Linked DNA regions of Mus musculus: region 1 is linked to region 2. The links are chromatin contacts, called in public promoter capture Hi-C maps. All regions are on one chromosome and are shown on one strand. The core of a region is the stretch at or near the end of the contact, and the rest is flanking DNA. Distances in the headings are between cores, read along the strand shown.

What was found. Promoter capture Hi-C pulls out the DNA fragments that hold promoters and counts their contacts.
Region 1: a contact with region 2 is called in a promoter capture Hi-C map of liver, with 2.1 times the contacts expected there. The contact joins the enhancer-like site here to the promoter of Lck in region 2. A contact is called at or near these places in 1 of 39 promoter capture datasets (liver), 1 of 484 Hi-C or Micro-C datasets (cortical neurons), 3 of 115 datasets of contacts at active chromatin or transcription factors (embryonic stem cells, memory CD8 T cells and pancreatic cancer cells) and 1 of 9 other capture datasets (pancreatic islet).

The regions. Positions count from the first base shown.
Region 1 is chr4:129,404,370-129,408,220 of GRCm38.p6, forward strand. No RefSeq gene overlaps it. Among named protein-coding and RNA genes, the nearest start is that of C330020E22Rik, 24 kb to the left of the region's middle. Within about 2 kb of position 2,347, at least 130 of the 459 cell types and tissues checked have an H3K27ac peak or open chromatin away from gene starts, as enhancers often do. A contact at or near this core is called in embryonic stem cells, liver, memory CD8 T cells and 1 more, where this site is marked.
Region 2 is chr4:129,572,033-129,575,598 of GRCm38.p6, forward strand. It overlaps Lck (lymphocyte protein tyrosine kinase), which reads right to left and starts at 1,609. Exons shown (of 13, transcript NM_001162433.1): 1 at 1,483-1,609.

The DNA of each region.
Region 1 (3,851 bases), core at 1,097-3,596, 170 kb before region 2:
ACTTCATAGGTGTGGGCTGGCACATAATCACCCACAACACCCAGTAATAAATACATCAATTACTTAAAAGGCTGAATATACTCTAGGAAAGCTTGGGTTGTTTTTATTTATTTATTTTTAAGATTTATTTACTTATTTTATGTATGTAAATACATTATAGCTGTTTTCAGACACACCAGAAGAGGGGATCAGATCCCATTACGGATGGTTGTGAGCCACCAAGTGGTGGCTGGGATTTGAACTCAGGACCTCTGGAAGAGCAGTCAGTGCTCTTAACCGCTGAGCCATCTCTCCAGCCCTTTTTTATGTTTTTGTTGTTGTTGTTTTGTTTTGTTCTGTCAGATGGATTCCTGCTTGGGAGCCCTGGCTATCCTGGAGTCTGTATCCCGCTGCTTCACCCTTCTGCATGCCAGGATTACAGGACTGTGCCATTGTGGCTGCTGTGGCTGAGATGGTTGGTGACTTTCCTTTCTTTACTTTTGGTGGTTTGAAAGTTTACCAATGGGAAGGGGCTGAAGAAATGGCTCAGTGGTTAAGAGCACCTACTGATCTTCCAGAGGACCAGCGTTCAGTTCCCAGGACTTACAGAGTGGCTCACAATGACCCGTGACTCCAAATCTAAGGCATTCGATGGCCTCTTCCGGCTTCCAAGGGTATCAGGCACACATATGGTACATCTACACTCACATTAAAATAAAAATAACAATAAATCTCAGATTTTTCTGAAGGTTGTATTTTACCCTAATACTGTTATGTTTTACAAAAATAAAGAGCAAACGTGTCAGTACTCATCTTTAGTGTAGATACATGAGAAAATAGAAGAGAGGAGAAAAATACAGTAACTTCTGTTTCATTGATTGGAACTGGAGTCTATCTAATCACTGTATATTTCTTATTATTTCTATTATGAGTCTATAATCACTCTATATTATTTTCCATATGTTTTATAACTCATTTATCTATTGGTGTATGAAAGAAATGTCTTCTGAGAGGGCCTCAAATCAAAACCTATGAGCTCACCGGCCATCTACCTTTTCTCCTCCTCCTCCTCCTCTTCCTCACCCCTTCTTTAGCCCTGGCTGGCCTGAAACTCACAACTCAATATGTGGACTGTCTTATCTCTGCCTTTAGGTGCTGGGATTAAAGGTATGCGCTACTCACCATGACTGGCCTTTTTTTTTTTAAAGATGGAGTCAACTTAGAGGAGTTCATCCACATTTTCCTGTCTCCATTCTCCCAGTGGTGGGATTACAGGTATGCACCAGCACACCACCCAGGGCTCAGATCGAGTTCTAAATCCCCACTCCCTGTAGACCTTGTGGTACCTATCTATAATCCTAGCATTTATAGACAGAGGCAGGAGACCCCAAAATACAAACCAAGGAAGATCCTGTCTCAAGATATCACATTGTTTACTCAGCAGAACCAGGGCTCTCCGGAGAAGTACCTGATTCTAAGCCTAAGCCGGGTAGGGAAGTACAGAAGATGAGGCCAGAGCATCCTGTATCAGAGGGAAGAACGCAGCCAGAGAACAGTGGAGACACATCAACTAGAAACACAGACAGCTGTCCTGAAGAGGCTTTCATTGGCCTGACTCAGAGCATTAAATGTGAATGACAGCAACAGATTACAATCAGGAATAAAATCAGAAATGGGGAGTCTGCATTTAAAAATAAATATTATGTTTAAAATGTTTAAAAAGAACAAGAGTGTTTGGAAAGATGGCCTAGTGGTTTAGAGCCCTTGCTGTTCTGGAGCACTGGGGTTCAACTTCCAGCACCCACATAGCAACTCCCAACCATCCATAACTCCAGCTCCAGGGGATCGGACATTCTCTTCTGACCCAGGCACCAGGGGCACATGTGTTGCACAAGCCCACAGGCAAAATATTCATACACGTAAAATAAGTAAACCCTAAAAACAAGTTTCAAAGGAGAGAAATGGTGATTTTAAGTACGAACGTCGTTTCCATTGCCAGGGGTAACTTTCCAGCAAAGAATCCTGGCAGACACCACCTTAATTTAAGACAAAAGTGAACATTATCAGTAATAAGACCTGACAGATTTAAACCCTGGACCTCTGGATACCAAGCGCTAAGAAGGACTTCCGCGATAGTCCTGCCTTAGATGCATAGCCAGAAGCGAATCAAGACCGGCACATCCTCCATAAATCAACCGCCCAGATCTGACCCTCCCCCGGTCCTGGCGCCCGCCTGCTGCGGGCACGCCCCGGCCCATTCCCGCTGCCTCCCCGTGGTCGCTGCCAGGAGACTCAGGCGCCTTTCCCCGGGCGGGCGGGTGGAGGCTGGGCGACAGCGCAGCCATTATCCTGCAGTGTCTCCAGGGGAGCATCCTCCCGCAAGAGGTCCTCCTGGAGTCCAGAAACAGTAACTACACTTCTCTTTTCATTGAGGTAACACACATCGATGTGTCTCTTCATAAAAATTTAACGTTTTGATGCACGATTTAACTAGGTGTGGCGGTGCCCACCAGTAATCTCAACAATACCTGAAAGCCCTCAACTGGAAGAGAATCGAGAGTTCAAGGTTATCCCTCCACTGAACAAGTAGTTCAAGGCCAGCCTGGGCTACATTAAACCAGCATTGAGTTCCTGCTCTCCCAGTCCCCTTTGCAGCCTCCACATGCGATTGTCTCTAACGACTTGGAATTGAATAATAAACAACTCTTAGTCACTAACCGTCTCCTGATGGTCCACAAACGCCTGAAGGGAAAGAGGAGATTCTAAAAGGAGTTTGGGTCTCTCATTCTGGCTCTCTGGACTGTTGGGACTAAGAAGCCCTGGAAATTGGAGTTCCATCCCTCCTCCCTCAGGTTTCTCGTACGGGGAGATGGAAAAGGCTGGATCCTGCTGCCAACCAAACCGGGGCCTGTCTCCATGAAAATGGAAGACATTTTAACTGGAACCCAGCAGTGATGGATCAGTGATGGGAAGAAACTCACCTTGACTAGGACTGAATAATTATGTCTACAGATTGCCCTCAGTTGAAACTATACCCCCTCCCATGTTTGGACCAGAAAGATGGCCTAGGACAGCCACCCTATCTCTTTGCACCTCATCCCAGTGTGACCTTATTGAATAAATTAAAATTTTCTGCTTTTCACTATTTATTGGCTTTTTTGTTTTTTTTTTCTTTTTTGGGTTTTTTTGTTTTGTTTTTTGAGACAGGGTTTCTCTGTATAGCCCTGGCTGTCCTGGAACCCATTTTATAGACCAGGCTGGCCTCGAACTCAGAAATCTGCCTGCCTCTACCTCCGGAGTGCTGGGATTAAAGGCGTGTGCCACCACTGCCCAGTTTATTGGCATTTTTTCATCAGTTTTATCAAAGACAGGAGGCTGAGCCTGGCTTACTAGGGCTTTCAAGGACACAGGATCCCACCCTAAGTTAGGTAGCCTTATCACCTACATTGTCCCCAAACATCTTCCTGCCAGGACTCTTTTTTTATTTTGTATATGAGTGTTTGCCCATGCAGGTGAATTGTACCTGGTGCCTACAGAGGCCAGAGGAAGGCATTGGATACCCTGGGACTGGAGTCGCTGATGATTGTAAGCTACCACACAGGGGTCAGGAATCAAACCCGGGTCCTCTGCAAGAATAGCAAATACTTTTATCTGCTGGCAATGCCACCTCTCTGTCCCATCATTTTTTTCTGGTGATGCTGGGGATGAACCAGGGGTCCTGTGCCTGCGAGGCAAGTGCTCCACCCTGAGGTATGTCCCCAGCTCCAGGCCATGATTTTCTTGATCTATGAAACTGATCCTGCCCTAATTCCCAGGTGAGCCCCGAAACCTTGGCTGCCTGACCCAAGGGATGCCCTGTCATCTGAGGAAAC
Region 2 (3,566 bases), core at 359-2,858:
CTTTCTCTGATGCTGAAAAGTGTGTGTGTGTGTGTGTGTGTGTGTGTGTGTGTGTGTGTGTGTTTACACTATACCACACCTGGGCTCTTGCACCTTTGACTTTATTCTGAGGTCTCTGCCTCTGTGGTCCCGGAGAGCAGCACAGGGGGTGGGGACCTTAGTTTTCTGTCCTAAGCACCTTCCAGAATGAGCCTTGTTCAGGAAGCTTCTAGATTCCCTTGAAGGAAACTTCTCCCTCGTCTGATCTCAACCCATTCTCTGACTTTGTCCTCTGGGCTCTTTTGAGAAGAGCCACCATCCTGAGCTCCAAGAACAAGCAACCCTGTTGGATTCCTCTCCCAGTCAGCACAGGGCCAGCCTAGAGGACTGCAGTTCAAGGACAGATGAAACACCGGAAGAGCCAGTGTGTTTCCTGCCCCTGTAAGGAGGCAAGGTCTTGGAAGAGGCCAGCATATGCTGACAAGATGGAAAATCTGTGACATAAACATCTACGGTGAGGCAAGGGAAACCTGGACAGTCAGTGGAGGAAGAGACCGTCCTCCAGAGTTTAGAGTTTGACTGAACGAATGGGTGGTGGCTGGTGACAAGATTCTGGGCCTCTATCCTTTAGGGTCTGAAGGAAGAATCATGAAGGCCGACATGAACACACAAATACAGCTGAGTTAAGACAGGATGGGGACAAGGGCAAAGGCAAGAACATCCTGTCCTGACACTTGGCAGGACAGGAGCGGTGACTTTCCAGAGGGAAGTTCAGAAGTTCTTGCCCTGCTCCAGCTATACCCAGTTCAGGATAAAAATAGTCTTTCCTCTTCCCTTCTCCCATCTCGTTCACTACCAACTTCCCCGGGGAACACACATCCATTCTGGATAAACGCCCTACACATATCTATCTGCTTCCTTACTGACTCCTCTGTGTTTCAGGATGCTGGTTGCTAAGGCTGCCGTCGATTCTCATATGTCCACCTGGATCCCATGGGTTACTCTTTCATCTGTTTCTGCCACTTGGGTCTGCCTTAGGGACCTGGGGACTGATTCCTGGGGCCCTGCCCTCAGGACGGTCCATCTCATCACCCTGTGTGCCACAGGCATAGAAGGAGCCCAGGTCAAGCCTACACCCCCACGCAAGGTCCTGCTTTGCCGCGGACCATCGTGAGGAGGTATGGGTTAAGACAGGGTCACAGCCACCTTTGGACCTCAGAAACCTCATCCTCTGAGCTCAAGGAACTGGACAGGTGGCTGCTGGTGGCCTTCTTAACACTTGACATCATGTGCTGGCTCTCCCAGGAGTGTGCTCCTCCTAAGGTGGGAAATGATGGACAGCAGATGGCAGAGGCAAGAGCCACCAGCTCAGACAACCTCCAGGAAGGCATTTCTGAAAGGTTTCTGTACACCTAAGGAGCCTAGGCCTCCACAGACGCAGTGTTCTGCTGTCTGGTTCCCACCATTGCCCCCTTCTACACTGTTGTTCCCAGTACCCCTTACCTGCCCAGCCTGGGAGCCTTCTGGCCTATTCACATGATGCTCCTAGCCTGGCTTGGCTGCCTGGACCCGGTGTCAGCTCCCCTCGCCGTCGTAGTCACCACCTGTCTCCTCGCGCCCACGTTCCACCCTGACTTCCTGTCTCCTGAGGGCTCTGCAGCCAACCCAGCCCCAGCAACCCAACCACAAGCCTCCAGCACCTCAGGCTTCCTGCTGCCATAGACCTAGACCCCCTCAGCCTCTTGGGTCCCATACATCTCTAGGCCAGCTTCTACTCATACTGAGGGAGGCACTTAGGGAGGAAGGCTGTGTGTGATGGCATAGGTCCATATTCCCAGCGTTCTGGAGGTGAAGACAGGAATGGCTACATACAGAGTTCCAGACCAGCCTAGACCCCTCAAGTCCAATCATCATCATCATCGTCGTCGTCGTCATCAACCAATGAGAGGATTTTTTTTTAACGCAGGGACTCACCGTGTTGCCCTGACTGTTATGGAATTTGCTATGTTGCCTTGAACTCACAGAGATTCACTTGCCTCTTCCTCCCCTTGAAGGTCACTAAACATGGTGGGGAAGGCTGTTTGATGGAGCACTCCTCCTACCCTCCAAGATACTCCTGGGTAAGAGAAGAGAGCCTTTGCCCCCGTGAGCAGAACACAGCAGCTACAGTTTAGCTCACAGGGAAGGAAATGGCGCTGCACTCAACTCCAGCCGTGCTATGTAAGAACTGGGTGGCCTTTAATTTAGCCGGACAGCCAAAGGCATCTCTTGTTCAGAGTTGAACCTGGACAGCATCTATCTCTGTTAGATAGTTGGTGACAAGGTTATATGTACTATAGTAAAAACAGCAGCCACATTCACTGGCAGAGCCGTATCCATGTCATCCTGTGCCTAAGGATCGACTGTTGACAGTCTGTTTCAGGAGGAAGACAAGAAAACCTCATGTCTTAAGGCCCTAGTGACAGGCTGGGGCATGGTGGCATAAGGCTTTAATCCCAGCATTCCGGAGGCAGAGGCTGGCAGATCTCTGCAAGTTTCAGGCCAGACTAACTTATGCAGTAAGTTCCAGGACAGCCAGAGCTACATAAAGAGACCCTGTTTCGATAGATAGATAGATAGATAGATAGATAGATAGATAGATAGATAGATAGATAGATGATAGGTAGATGGATAGATAGGTAGATACACACATACATACATACATACACACATACACACATACATACATACACACATACATACATACACACATATATGCATACAGAGATACATAGATACATAGATGATAGAGATAGATACATAGATACATAGATAGATACATAGATACATAGGTAGATAGATACATACAAACATAGATACATACAGAGATACATAGATAGATACATAGATGATAGAGACAGATAGAAGATAGATAGATAGATAGATAGATAGATCGATAGATAGATAGATAGTAGATATAGATAGATAGTAGATAGATAATAGATAGATAGATAGATAGATAGATAGATAGATAGATAGATAGATAGATAGAATAACAGGCAGGGGACAGGACAGCACAGCAGAATGGTAATTCAAGTAGAGGCAAGGCCACACCCCTAATGGAGCGCATAGCCATAACCACGAGTTGCCTCCGGTAGAGGACCGAGCAAGCATACTGCACAGGTATCTGTGGCGGGCAGAGACATTCTGACATCAGCAGGAGTTTAAGAACTCCACAACAAGCTGCCAGCAGGCAAAAATGAGGATTGTGTCCCTCACAGGCAGAGGGCCAGGCCACCAGTGATGTGAGGAACCCCAAATGGCCCCTATCAGGGCCAAGAATGGGTCCTGACCTCACTGGAAAGAAAGTGTAAATGTGTCACCTCTTGAGCTACGCTGAGTGAGCAGGCAGGGGGAGGGGAGCCCACAGAGCATTGTTGGGGTTTGTGAGGTAGGAGCTGAAGCTGTGTGCACCTCAGCTGCAGAGGGAAGGGGGAACAGGAAATGGCGGGGGGGGGGGGGGGGAGGAAGTCTGAGTTGGAAAGTCAGACAAAGAGAGAAACACAGAAACAAAGGCTGAGAGTCACACAGAAGGAAAAAAAAAAAAA